Linked DNA regions of Mus musculus: regions 1 and 3 are each linked to region 2. A link is a contact called in public Hi-C and Micro-C data. All regions are on one chromosome and are shown on one strand. The core of a region is the stretch at or near the end of the contact, and the rest is flanking DNA. Distances in the headings are between cores, read along the strand shown.

Evidence for each region. A called contact is a pair of places that touch in the nucleus more often than the background predicts.
Region 1: a Hi-C map of embryonic fibroblasts shows a contact between it and region 2, with 2.2 times the contacts expected there. The contact joins the enhancer-like site here to the promoter of Col5a2 in region 2. A contact is called at or near these places in 2 of 39 promoter capture datasets (the 3T3-L1 cell line and cancer-associated fibroblasts), 4 of 484 Hi-C or Micro-C datasets (the C2C12 cell line, embryonic fibroblasts and uterus), 3 of 115 datasets of contacts at active chromatin or transcription factors (embryonic limb bud, embryonic stem cells and heart atrium) and 1 of 9 other capture datasets (adipose tissue).
Region 3: a Micro-C map of embryonic fibroblasts shows a contact between it and region 2, with 2.6 times the contacts expected there. The contact joins the enhancer-like site here to the promoter of Col5a2 in region 2. A contact is called at or near these places in 1 of 39 promoter capture datasets (the 3T3-L1 cell line), 8 of 484 Hi-C or Micro-C datasets (the HL-1 cell line, adipose-derived mesenchymal stem cells, embryonic fibroblasts and 3 more), 1 of 115 datasets of contacts at active chromatin or transcription factors (embryonic stem cells) and 3 of 9 other capture datasets (adipose tissue, liver and pancreatic islet).

The regions. Positions count from the first base shown.
Region 1 is chr1:45,597,302-45,602,064 of GRCm38.p6, forward strand. It overlaps the pseudogene Gm8304. Among named protein-coding and RNA genes, the nearest start is that of Gm23216, 86 kb to the right of the region's middle. Within about 2 kb of position 2,965, at least 20 of the 459 cell types and tissues checked have an H3K27ac peak or open chromatin away from gene starts, as enhancers often do. A contact at or near this core is called in embryonic fibroblasts, where this site is marked.
Region 2 is chr1:45,501,930-45,506,538 of GRCm38.p6, forward strand. It overlaps Col5a2 (collagen, type V, alpha 2), which reads right to left and starts at 1,353. Exons shown (of 54, transcript NM_007737.2): 1 at 892-1,353. The coding sequence starts at 985.
Region 3 is chr1:45,578,498-45,583,217 of GRCm38.p6, forward strand. No RefSeq gene overlaps it. Among named protein-coding and RNA genes, the nearest start is that of Col5a2, 78 kb to the left of the region's middle. Within about 2 kb of position 2,229, at least 25 of the 459 cell types and tissues checked have an H3K27ac peak or open chromatin away from gene starts, as enhancers often do. A contact at or near this core is called in embryonic fibroblasts, where this site is marked.

The sequences.
Region 1 (4,763 bases), core at 1,715-4,214, 97 kb after region 2:
AGTCAGTCAGTCAGTCAGAATAGACTTGGCAATTTGTCAAGAGAAATATGAATAAAAGTTCCTCTCCTCCATCACACAGTACACTCTAATCAGACGACAGCTAGCTAGGTCTTGGTTTCATTTCTAAAAGTCAGTAACATAAATATTTGGCTTTATGAACTGGCTTAGATTTCCTTTTCTTTCAGCTTAGAAAACATGCAGCTCCCACTCACACAGGATTTGGGGAAGACTCTAATGATCCTCCCATTCATAGACATTCGTCTTTACTTTGGCTAGTGGCTGGGGCAAAGCTGTCATGTCTATCACTCATTACAGAGGTCTGAGGTTCCAGCCAAGTTTTAGGAAACTCACTCTGCTATAGCAACAGACTAAACAGACAAAAAGGCAGAGTGAGAAGAGGTAAGTGCTTCCAGAGTCAAGGAATATGGAAGTAAGACATTTCCAAAGCACAATCACAGAAAATAAGAACCAAGACCATTCCTATCCTCGCCAATGGCTAAGTAGAAGTATAAATACTTAATTATCTACTAGTGTTTTACCAGTTCTAGGAATTTGTTTAATGCTTTAACTTGAATTTGCCATGAACTAAATATACAAAGATTAACTTGAAAATAAAAGTTTAAAAACAGCAATTTTCAAATACTAATTCATCATTTGAAGGTATTTACATACAGACTTCCAGGTGAAAAACTTTTAGCAGCACCAAATGTAAGTAATAGAGAAAAGCCAGAATCTCCTTACTGTGATTCTGGGCATGTTAAAGCACCTGGGAGTGAAGCTTCCTCTGGGTGTTGTGGGACTGGGTGCGAAGCCAGCACCAAGATCTGGTCAGGGCACAGGCTCAGACCAGACTGACTTTTTATTTTATTTTAAATTAACGTGTAATTACAATTTTTCTGCCCCTTTTTTCCTCTAACCCTTTTCATACACCCTAAATGTACAAATACATCTGTTCATGCTATATAATGTTAATTGTATGTGTATAATTTCAGTACTAACAACTAGCTATTGCACCCTGAATCAAGGAAATATCTCCTTGCAGTAGAGGGAGATCAATACAAAACAACCCATAACTAATCAAAATGAAGAAAGCACATGACAGTGTGGTGCTTGGCTCCATATACATCTGCATACCTGCACCTAAGGATCAGGGAATCATAGCAGAATAGGGGGGCAGTAAGATCAGGAGAGCCAGAGAGCCAAGAAATACGCTATAAGATTTTTGTCTCATAAAACTGTCACAGAATCTACACCATGAAATCTCAACAACATGGCTGCCTGAAAAACACTTGAACAAGAATGACACCAACATATTAACATGGAAGGGGGGATCCTTATAAGGCCTCAGACAAAGAACTAAAGGACACCAAGGAATGCTGAGAGCTGGAAAAATATTCCTCTATATCTCAAAAAAATTTTGATAATTTTTTAAAGATTTATTTATTTTTATTTTTGTGTACATAAATACTTTCCCTACTTAAATGTATGTAACGCTCTTGGAGATCAATGAGGGAACCAAGTTTCCTGGAATTGGAGTTATGGACTTTTGTCAGGCAGTATTCTTAAAATCTGAGCTCTGTCTAACTCCCAAATAAAATAATCATACCATAAATCTGTGGGCCCAGGATGTTAAGTGAAGAGAATGATGGAAGTTTGTTTTGTTTTGTTTATACTTCTAGAAACATAATTCACTGGACATCTCTATTTAAGGCACTAGGAATAAGGTAGCATGTCTTGTTATGTTTGCCCAAATGCTTCTGTGGAATGCATATTTTACTGACCAGTCATCTGGTCCACTAAGAGAATTACTTTCTCCAGTCAAGTTGGTAGCTGAATTAGCACCACAGCATTATTACTGTTATTGATAACCTTGGTGGTTTGTAACCCAATGGTTTTAATCTATTCTATTCATTTATAAAAATACATCTGTGCCTAACTTTCTTTCTAAGTGTTTTGTTGTTGTTGTTGTTGTTAGCTATTTAGGACAGAGATAATTATCTAATATTAGAGCTTTCTGTGTCTCCATATTCAAAACTGACATCAAAATGTGTTATTTTGTATCTATTCATCAATAATAATCAAAATCCAGTTCTACTTTTTCTACACTCTCAAGACACAGTTTTTTTTATAAATAAATTTTAAAAGAAAACACATCACTGTTATGGCCTTCTGTTTTCGTCAGAATTATGATTAGTAAACTAGGAATTCTTTTAAAAAGAATTATTATCATGGCCACAAAATGGTTCTCATTTTATGTATAAGACAAATCATTCTCTTCTCTTGCAGTAAAACTTGCCATTTCTCTGGCCTCCTGATTCTGTGGCAGAAGTTTAAATCATTTCCAGACTTCATGCTATTTTTACCTTAGTGCTCTGACAAAAGTTTATTCAGCATACTCTCTACTTAGAAGTAATTTTTCAGGCAAAATATCCTATCTCAAAGAGAAATTCAGGAAATTGACTTTTTTTTTTTTTTGCTCTATGTAAGTTTGTTATAAATGAATTATTTAAAGAACATGAAACTTAGCTGTAAGTGGACCTAGAGAAGACAGTGTGATCTGCCAGGGGAGGTTCCAAAAAAGACACAAGACACTTTACCAACTGGCAAAAAATGAGCCATCTATTTTTAAGTAGTGTATTTGGAGAGGAAATCCTACTAGTAGTGGCCATTCTGAATGAATCTAATTCTAAATTGAAATGTATAAACACTAGAGAAGACTGAGAAAGTGCACAGTGTTTGGTTCAAGAAGGCATTTTTGTATAAACCAGATATATGTGTTAAGCTGAGCGTTGCTATTCATGAGTCACTTAAACTCTTAAAGTCTTTGCAATAAGGGCATTGAATGCGATGGACATGTGTCTCCCTAAAAACTTATGGTAATTGGAAGCCAAACTCTAACTTTATCTTAAAGGAATGTAAGGAGGGATGCCATGGATTTGGATGACTGACAACTCTAATACCCAACTTTTTCCACAGTAAGGAAATTCTTTTTGGCTCCCTTAAGCATGAAAGCCTTCCAGTAATTCTTTCTATACTGTGGTTGGAAAACAGATGATAGTTTTACTCAAAAAAATTAATTCCATACTTAAGTAACGTTAATAAATCATACCTCATCTTTTCCCCTCTGAATTGGATAGTCATAGGCTTTCCTTTTTAAAAACCTCAATTTTCCACAATTTACCATATAATAGCTTTGTGGTGTTCCTACTTTAAATTTTCTGGACTTTTAAATGCTACACCTCAGAAACAGTTGAAAAGATAGATGAAGCCTGCATAGAAGGCTGGGTGTTCTCTACCAGTTTGAACATATGGGCAAATATGATAGTTATTTTGGGAACTAAGAAAATCTTTGTTCTGTGCATATTATGATCACCAACTTGTGAAATGATTATAACATGCTTTTTACCCAGAATACCATTGTAAATGACTGGGTGGTTCTCTTCTGCTATCCACAAACCAGCAGTAGGCACAAATAGTTCTTTTTTTTATAGTATCCTAAGGAAAGATAGATTTCAAGTTATACTGAAGACAGCATGGATCATTTTAAGATCTTTTACAATAGTTGTGGAGATTAACATTATGCTTTTGTACATAAGGTGATATAGAATATTAAATTGATATGATGAAACATATTATGATGGTAGAAAGTATAGGATATTTAGAATGTGAATATTATTAGATTCTTATTCCTTAGTACCACTTGAAAGTATATATGGTTTTGGCCCAAGATTTATTACTTAATTTCTTTGGGCATTACTTTTGCCAATGGCAGGTGTAAACAGAGAGTCATTGCCTTGCATCTATAGGAAATTATATTATATTATCAAAGAGGAATAACAATATGTATTCAAAGAGATGAAAACATAGATAACTTCCTCATAAAAAAGAAGTCAGTGTGAAGAAGCACCTGCATCCTCATGACATTCATTACCAAACTCAAAAAAAAAAAAATGTCCATCAGCTGATAGCTTAATAAAGGAAATGGAGTAGATATACACAGAAGAAGTAAATTCTATAGATGTAGTTAGATGTTTTGCTAAGTAAATTATGTCTGGTCCAAAAATTTTAGTATCACATGATTTGAGAGAGTAGATAGATAGATAGATAGATAGATAGATAGATAGATAGATAGATAGATAATATAGGTGTAGATGAATAGATGATTTTGCAGATGATAGAGATAAATAGATGAGAGATATGATAGATTGATGAAGATTGATGATAGATATTTAGAGATAGATAAAGAGATGGTAGATATATGATATAAAGATAGGTATGTAAAGAAAGTATAGGTAGAGGTAGATAGATGATAGGTAGATATAGAGAGTGGTAGATAATAGATGATAGATAAGGTTATAAATATTGTATATTATATATCATAAATATTACACATATATAAGATCTTAAAAATCAATAAAAATAAGGAGCAAAATGGCAATTGCCTTTAAAAAAGTAGAAAATAAAAAGTTTGATCAAAATATTTTAAAATTCTGTAAATGGAAATAAATTCAGGATATTTATTGTATACATGAGAATATGATTAATAACAGTTCATTATCTATCTATATAATTCCCAGGAGAATAGATCTTAAGTGTTCTTACCTCAAAGAAGTATGTAAATAATCTATATGTTAATTTGACTTAAAAGTTCCATTAGGCAAATATATTTCAAAATTATGTTATACACAACAAATGCACATTTAATTTGTCAATAAATAAGATTGCTAAGCGGCCAGAGGTCACCTGCAAAGATGGTTCCCTAC
Region 2 (4,609 bases), core at 103-2,602:
AGCAGCCACGCCATTTTGCTTAACAATACATCCCAGCACTAACATATGTAAATCACATAGGGGAAACAAAACAAAACAGTAACCAAGCAAGATATGCCTTAAAAGAAAAGAAAATAGAAGGAACGGGGGAAGAGAAGAAGAAAGGGAGAAAGGAAGGGTCTAAGGGGAAAGTCCTTCTTAATACTCTGTTCCAAGTAGAATTTCCTGCCTTCATCCATCCACCCAGGAACCATGCTGTCCTGATAATCAAGTCAGTAGGGTGGGAAAGCACAGAAATTTAAGAAATCTGGTTTCTATCAGAGTCTGTCATGGAGAAATAAACTTGACTCCCTCTCTGTAGGCAAACCCGATTTTAAGATCAGAGATGAAAACTTTAGGAGGGGAGGATAAAGAGCAAAGACAAAGGAAATTCCGAACTATCGGATTTGCCTGCTGGAGAGGTTTTTCTAAACAAAGACTTTCATGAAGCTGCTGAAGTTCACACAGGAAAGACTCCACCCTGCCCAGCTTCTGCTGCAGCGGCTTTCCCTGCTTGGAAAGCGCCTGCCCACAGGACAGACCTCTAACTAAAAGTGCCTCCGGGGCTCCGTTTTAAGCACTCTTGTTTTCTTTTAAACGTCCCACTCTTACATTCCGGCAAAAAAAAAAAAAAAAGACTGGTGATATCCTGGCTCTTACAGGATGTCAGAAGCCCACTTTTTGCCAGGGCACGCACAGAAGCTCCGGATTTGCAAATGTGCCTAGTCTCCAGAGCCAAGCTACAAATCCTAGAGCCCCCTTCTCAAACTTCAAACCAGAGTCTTCTCTTTATCCTCTTCCTGAAGCTTAACATTCCATCTAGTTCCCAAACCAAGCCATAAACACCATAAGCAAAGCAAAAGGCAAACTCACCATTCTCTTGTTCCTGGGCTTTTATTGAGACACAGTACCCTAATAAAACAGAAAGAATGAGGAGAGGTCTTGCTCCCACCCAGTTTGCCATCATGTCTAAATATGAGACATGTGGGTCCTCCTGGGATCGAAGAGTAGATACTGAGGTCACTGTAGCACCATGAATTCCGCTGGGGGCTCTTTTTCAGCACCAGTCCCCGCGCTGCCTCAGTCTGTTTCAGCACCAGGTCCGGCACAGTCTGCGAAAACTTTTTTCAAGCGGTGCAGCTTTAAATAGGAAGAATGCTGCCTCCACTTCTTTTCCTGCCCCTTTCAGCTTGTTCAGGCTCATAACCATCCAGTGTCTGCCAAGCAACCGTCTGATTGATGGTAAACAACCAAATCAGAGCGCGCGCCTCTGCGACTTGAGTTTTCAGTGCTTCTTGTAGATTTTAAGCACAGAGGAAGCTTCTCAACAGAGACAAACTTTTATTTCTCCTTCTGTTTGAGTGTGTGTGTGTTTTCTTTTCTTCTTTTTTTAAAGAAAGCCTATTAGAAGGAGTCTGATCCACCCTCCCCAACCCTTCCCCAGACACACACCCACTGACTTTTTCCAGAGACACTAAAAAAACTTTAGGGAGGATTACAGCCTTTTAGTGGATTTTTTTTTCTTTTGCACTTAAATAATTCAGAATTCTCTTTGCCACTTAAGCCTTTAAAACGTCACTTTTTTAACCCTTTCTTTTGGCAATGGAGGAAGGATTCTTGTCCCAATTTTCATCCTCCTCCCTCTCCTATGCTCTGAGAAGATTGTGGAAGAAAGGAGGCAGAATATGGCCAATACAAAATGAACTTGAGATACTTTACATTGAGTTATTTCCACATCTTTTTAGTAGGCACATCTATACGTTCTCCTCGTCACAGAGCATGCTATTGTGTTAAAAAACAAATATGTTCACTAAGCTTGTGGAGGGAGGAAAACACACTGGTTTAAGTCTCAGAAAGGGTAGGTTCCAATATCAGATCTGCCAACTCACCAATTTTGTGAATTTATACATAGTCCTTAACTGTCCAAATTTTTTTGTTGTTGTTGTTAGAAAAGGGGCTTTGGCCTGACCAGTGTGCAGGATCTGGTGACACTAAACTGAGCAATATGCTGTTAACTAGATTCTAAATTACAAAGAGCTACATAAAAGTGAATGATGCTGTTATGAACCCCACACCAGCTTTCCACGGAATGTGGTAGTCCTAGCTGCATATTTCTGTAAAGAGCAAGGCATTAACTTTGTGTGCTACTCAAGCTTGACAGATTTAAACGCCCTCAGTGTTTTTGACAGTCTAATTCATTTGATAGTGTGCGTTCTGGGGGATCTGGATCAAGCCCCACATAACATGTCATGTGTGACTCAATTGTTCATAGTTACTCAGCACTGAACAGGTGCTCTGAGACACACTGAATAGAGGAAGGATTATGGCAGACTAGAAACAAAGTCAGCATCCATCACCTTTAAGGAACATGTGTATGCAAATGCTGAAAAAATATATCTACGTGAAACAAAAAAATACAAACAATATATACAGCTATGTGTGGAATTAACTAAACCCCAAATAAATGCAAAGAAAAGGGATAGTATAAATTAAAATAGGTATATGAGGCTTCATTTACTATTTAATTTCCTTAATAAAGAAATCCAAGATGCTTTAAATTGAGAGGTGGAACTAAACTCTGGAGAAGTTCCAAAAACAACTTTCTAGCCCTGTATCATTGAAAATAACTTGTCACCAAGACCTGCCTTTGTTTAGTGAATTCGTTCACCAACACACTGCTGTTCCCATGGCTGTCTTGCTCATACTTAATGAATGGGCTAAATAAGGAACAAAAATCAAATTTCTTCTAATTCTTTGAATAATAGCTGAAAAAGCCCCTGATGTAAAAGCTCTTGTTAATCCCTCATCAAAGGAACATTGTTTTGCAACAGATGAAAATCACTTCAGAAAACCACAATCAATTAAAATGCAGAATTGTGTAGCCCAGTCTCAATGGATACATTTATCAAACTACTCTTGAACCTAAGGCTCAGAGAACATTGAGGAAGAGGAGGTAGAAAGTCTGTAAGGACAAAGGAATCCTAACAATGTCAGAATTTTATGCGTATACTCATAAAATCTCACCACCATGTCTGCCTCACCATGAGCTGAAATAAGAAGCAACTGTATGCCAAACTGGTTAGAGGAAGGACCAGAAGGCTCCAACTCTACATAGAGAAGTACGGGCAACCAAGGAATGCTGAGCACAGGAGAAATAATCTTCCCCAGAGAGTAGTACATGACTGGTTATTCAATATCAGATGGTGAGCCCTGAAAATATAAATGCAAGGTAGCATGATATAGACAGAGCAGGTTGCATCCATACACTTAGAACTAGATATGAGTATATATGTGCATATATATATGTGTGTGTGTGTGTGTGTGTGTATGTAACAACAATGGAGAAATAGGCCATGAATTTGTAAAAAGAAGATATGAAAGGAAGATAGAAAAAAGGCTTTCATTAAATACTTTCATTAAATACTCAATGGGAGTTACAGAAAAATAAATAAATACAGGAAAAAAAAACATAGTCCTCTCTGAGATTACCAGTTTTCTTCTACTAATGAGACCATTTTAGACAACAACAACAACAGGCTCCAAAAGTAGGCCAACTTTTTGTGTATCTTGTAATCTTCACTGGAGTGTTGAGATAACAGATGTTTGTAGAGAATCTACAACTCTTGGAAACTATTTGCAGGCTGAAAGTTCAAAACTGGTGAGCTAAGATTACAAGATCTGTCCAAAGAAAGCACACCTAATCCCCATCACGTGCTCCTATCCACTTCCATTTCCTGTTATAACAGTTTCTATATGCTTATCAATATAGGTGACTTAAGTTTAACTATGAAAACAACTCTCATGGGGAAAATTCAAAACACAATGAAAACTTTTCTCAGTCTCACACAGTTTCTAACATCTCTGGATCACAGCAGAAGTCTGTAAAGTAAGACCAAGGAAATATTTTCCTGGGGCTGAGATAATTCAGTATCTAAATGTAATTCTCCATGAGCTTTGCCATCTGTTTCTATCAAGCCAGAAACTGAATTTTTTCAGCTAGAGCTTTTGTTCCATGTTTCTTATTAGGATCCTATACAAAAATGACCACAGAATGTACACAGGTGACACCAGTTTAATGGATGTAGTTGAATTTCTGGGAAAGTGCCATTGTTTCTTAGTCTTAAGAAAAGCTGAGAATGAACACAAGCCATCACTGTTGGAGTAGGGGCATCAGAAATCAGGCTCAGTTCCCATGAAACACCTCAGCAATCCACACACTACAAGTACTTCAGTGAATCTGCAGCAGTTCTTATAACAATCCTAAAAGCTTATTACTGGTTTTCGAATTATATATAAAAAGTACACTGAAAAGAAGCTTAACTGGTCAAGTTTGCTTGACTAGTACTTTTAAGCTTCTACTTGTGCAATGATTAATCTCAAAGTAAATGTTATTGTTGGTTGCTGACTCTTCCTTAACCTACCTAACACCATGTTCTAATCTTAGGGTAAAATATATATATATTAATTAGCACTCTTTAGAGTTGATCTCTCCCTCTCTATCCATTTTATCCCTTCAATTTTTCTTGGGACATTTTGTTCTTTCTCTCCTTTGTAAATCTGATAGTTAATCTTAGATGTCAACTTAACTGCA
Region 3 (4,720 bases), core at 979-3,478, 77 kb after region 2:
CCCCATGGAGGGTCTTAATTCCTTTACCCCAAAGGAGTTCTGTATTCTAGTCCAGTTATTACCCCATATAACCTATTATTCAGAAGAAACACTGGTGAGAACTCTGGTAGAACACATTGAAGGAGACTTCATTAGGCAAAAAAGGGAACCCATCTCATTAACCCTAGCCATAATCCTAGGGGCAGGATTAGCCAGAGCAGGCACTGGGATAGCTTCACTGACCTTACAGGAAAAAAATTATAGTACCTAAAGGCAGACATAGATGAAGACGTCCAATGCCTAGAAAAGTTCATCTCACACCTGGGATGTAATATGGACTCTCTGGCTGAGGCAGCACTATAGACTAGGCGGGGATTAAACTTAATGTATCTACAACAAGGAGGGTTATGTGCCACTGTGCATGAAGAGTGCTTTTTCTATGTCAACCATTCTGGAGTTATTAAGGAATCATGGGTATGTTGGGGTATCCAGGACTGGCTGTGGTGGATGTACTGGGTTCTGATGATGCCCAGTGTTCTTGGTTTCTGTTAGTAAGAATCTTACCTTTGCCTTTGGCCATCTGGAAATATCTGGTGTTAATATTCATGCTGTCTCTGGCTGGAGCTTGAACCTCCTGTGATTCTGTTAGCCTCTGTCAGCACTCCTGGGAGTCTAACTCTCACCTGAGTTCCAGTGGTAAGAGCACTCTGCAGGCAAGCTCTCCTCTTGCAAAGCAGATGTCCAGAAGTCTGGAGCTCTAATCCACCTCCTGAGTCCTGGGGTCAGAGCCCTCCTTGTAGGCCAACTCTCCTCTGGCAAGGAAGGTGCCCAGGTGTCTGGGTCTCAGCTCTGCCTCTTGGCTGAGGATGAAGGCCTGATGGGACCCTGTCCAGGAAGCTCTGTTGCTTCTGTTGCCCATGTGCTCCCAGGTGATCACGAGGTCCTGGGTGTGCTAGGGGTCCTGCAGCGGAGAGAGTCCTCTGGGGCCCTAGACGCCCTTGGCCGGGTTCACGAAGAAGATGAATTCATTCTGGTCTTGATCTGAATGAATCCCAGCCTCTGGTCAGGTGGGCTTCCTCTGTCCCTTTTCCTGCTGGCACAAGACCCTCCATGATTCTTTGGAGCTGATGTTGCATTCCACTCACCCATGATCCCGAGGTGATCCCGAGGTCCTGCGGTGTGGAGAGTATTCTGGAGCCCTTAGTGGTCTCTGCTGGGTTTAGAAGAAAGATGGCATGTGTTTTATGGCATGTGTTTGTGTGCGGGGGCGGGGGGGGGGATTCAGAAGGAAGATGGCAGGGGTCCATATTTTTCTTTTATGTTGGAAAAAATTGTAATATTCCAATAAAATTCAGTCTTTTTAGCTTCTCTGTCATGAATGTAATTATGTCAGGTTTTTCCTCTTCTCTTGATATTTCAAAATGCACATGAGGCATTCATTCAGCAATGGAGAGATCTTGCTACATATCTGCACACCATACTGATGAATTATATAATACCTTTTCAATAAGAAATAAAAACTAGCATTTAAAAAGACTCTAGGCAAACCTGATATAACCCAATTACATCTGCTCATAATTGATAACTTCAAAATTGAATGAATTTCATTAAATCAAGTCTTCTAAAGAGTAGTAACTACCCAGTTGAATTTCAAACAAACACACACATGCATGCACTCAGACACAAATAGGCACATTCACACACATACATAAACACTCACAATTATACACAGGCATACACACATGCACATCAGCAAAGTAATAGGAGAATGTGTTTCCATCAGATAAGAGAGATGGCCATATGTCTGAAACCATCTTAAACCATCATAGATCTTAATTAGACTGCAGAATTCTAAGAAAAGGAAGTCTGGTTATCTTTAGAGTAAACAAGGGCCCTGAGCTTGTCCCCATTTCTTGGTGAAAGTGCCAAGATGGCAGCATTAGAGATGCTGCAGGAAGTATGAAAGTGAAGATCACAGAGATGAACAACATTACACACAGAGACAAGTTACAAAACTTTTAGTGCCAAATGTGTTCAGTTAGAATCCTTGGCTTGCACCCCTCCCCCACATGGTCCAGCAAATTCCATTCCTCCCTCTGTCTCCAATCCCACCCAATCTGAAAGCCTCCCAACAGAAAAAGCAGAAGAAAAAAAAAATTCAATCTCACATTCCTGACATTCCTGACAGATATCCCAATCCTCTCACCTGAAGTCACAGCTACTCAAGCTCACCCCTCACCACAAGCAGACAGCCTATAAAAAACTTTCAAGCCATAGTCAGCCTGCGACTCATTCCAGTCTCATTCTTGAGATTGGTGAACTCATTCCTGCCTTTTTACTCATAATTTGACTGAATTGGCTTATTTTTTTTGGTAGAGAAAACCTATCAGAATGAATCCACTTTTAGGAAATTCCAGAACCAAATGAAAAGGAAATTAGCTAAAGGACAAATTGCCATTCAAAAGTCTAAGGCTCTTTCTCTAGCAAGGTACTCAAATATTCACAAGCTGTTGTGTTTTATAATTAGAGCCAGGATATGTTTGTAGAGCCAGGTATGGTAATGTGGGAGGGGTGCCTCAGCAGGCTCATGATGTGGCATCCCTTCACCCAGAGGTGCCAACCATACAACAGGTAGAATATAGAATAGAGTTTATTTAGGGCATAGGAAGGGGAGTTAAGAAGAGAGTAGAGACAGAGAAATGGAGAGAGAAATGAGAAACGGGAGGGGGGGAGAAGAAGAAGAAGAGAAGGAGAATGATGAGGAGGAGAGGCCAGTGAGGGACACATGGAAAGAGAAGGGGGAGGGAGAGAGAGGGAGAAAGGGATCAGGGAGAGAAGGTACAGAGAGAGTAAGAGAATGAGGAGGGGCCAAACATCACCTTTTATATCAAGCCAGGCCTACCTGGCAATAGCCAGGTAACTCTTGGGCAGAGGTTGGAAGAAATGTCAACATTCCTTCATTTTAGTTTAATTTTAAAAAGGAGAAACTAAGAAGAGGCAATAGTGAAGCATGAATCAGGTAATTATGAGCTTTGGGAGCCTGTCGTAATAAGCTTAGACATTTAACATTATAATTAGCATATTTTGACAAGATTGAGAGCCAATATCTATTAAGCATATCTGAGTTAGACAATCAGTGTTTGTTTAATTATTTGTTTTAAAATGCATCTAGCAAATAAAGAGAGTACATTGTAACTTAATAGCAGTAGAAAAAAAAAACAAGGCTGAACATCTTTAACTCAGTAGTCTTTAACATTTTACTATTTTAAATCTTTAAATTAGTGTTAAAATTATTATTTACCAAGGCAGGATAGAAACATAGGACAACTTCATCTTCATTGAAATATCTTTGGAGACCTTAAGTCAGGCTGTTTTAAGGTGAGGAGGCAAGAAGGTGGGAAGTGCCTGTTACAAAGATGACAGATGGTTGTGAGACTGCCCTTAACCAATATGTTGCTGAAGCTACAGCCAGCCATGTGGCCACCCTTAGATAAGATGACACAGTGCATAGAAAAACTTGATCTGCCCAATTGAAGATGGCAGACTGTTGCAGTAAATCTCCAACCCCAATAAGCCCAGGAAAATAACTCAATTATAATATTTATAAGCTACATATCTAGATTGGACAGATAAGCCACTACACTACTCTATTCTCCAGCTATGAGATCCCTTGCTACTAGCAGCTTCTCCAGGCTACAGGGTTCTGGTCCATCTTCCTTCCACCTCCTCTTCCTCCATCTTCCTCTATCTCCTCCATCTTCTAATCTGCCTCCCCTCAGTCCTCTCTCCATCTTTAAAACCTCCAGCCCCACTTTTCCCTTCCACTGCCCAATCACAGGCTCTAGCCTTTATTTGACCAGTTAAAATGGGGAAGTTCACCTGAGTACATGATCCACTCCTCATCCAGGCAGCCCCTCTTGAAGAAACGTAATTGGCATCAAAATATAAACAACGCCAGGGCAATCCACAATAGTGCACAGTAATGAGACTGCCCTTACTCAAGTGTGGTGTGAAGAGCAGGGCTGGAGAATGAACACACACAGCCTGTTTCTAGCCTGTTCAGTGGCTCCGGGTTGAAGGGTGGTGTGTAAGCCAGTGGGCCCGAGAGTAAGTGAGCAGCCAAGGCAGAGTAAAGGGGGCAACGAACAGGGATCAGAGCACAAGGTAACAAAGTGAAAAGAGACCAAGGGGGAAGGGAAAAGCCTAAATAAAAATCTTTCCATTTTTCAGATCACCAGCAAGAATGGTGAAAGTTTTTTTTTTGTTTTTGTTTGTTTGTTTGTTTGTTTTCTTTTTTAAAGCTTCCACTAAGCAGCCATTTATAGTTATTGCTTTGTAGATCTCAGGGCCAAATTTAGCTTGTAAATTCAGAAGTCTTTTAGACTAGGAGGTCTCCCAGTAGGGATCCTGGGAGTGACAGTGAAAACATACCCTTCTGGGTGAAGATGGGAGTCATTAGTCTCATCACTTGCAGTGTCCTGAGGATAAATTAATAACTAGAATGAAGTGACAGTGACCAGCAAGACTAGATTTACTAGGCCATCTTTCATGCAATCTAGTGGCCAAGCTGTAGGACCAGCACCCAAACTGTGTGGCTCGGAGCCCAAGGGAGACCAGCAGCTCACAAGAGAGGATCCAAAAGAGAAAACCATCTCGAGACAAGATAGAGAGCTCACCCAAGGGTAGAGGTCCTAAAATGAAACTGTGCAAATGGAAAGCTTACCAATTCACAGGTGTTTGG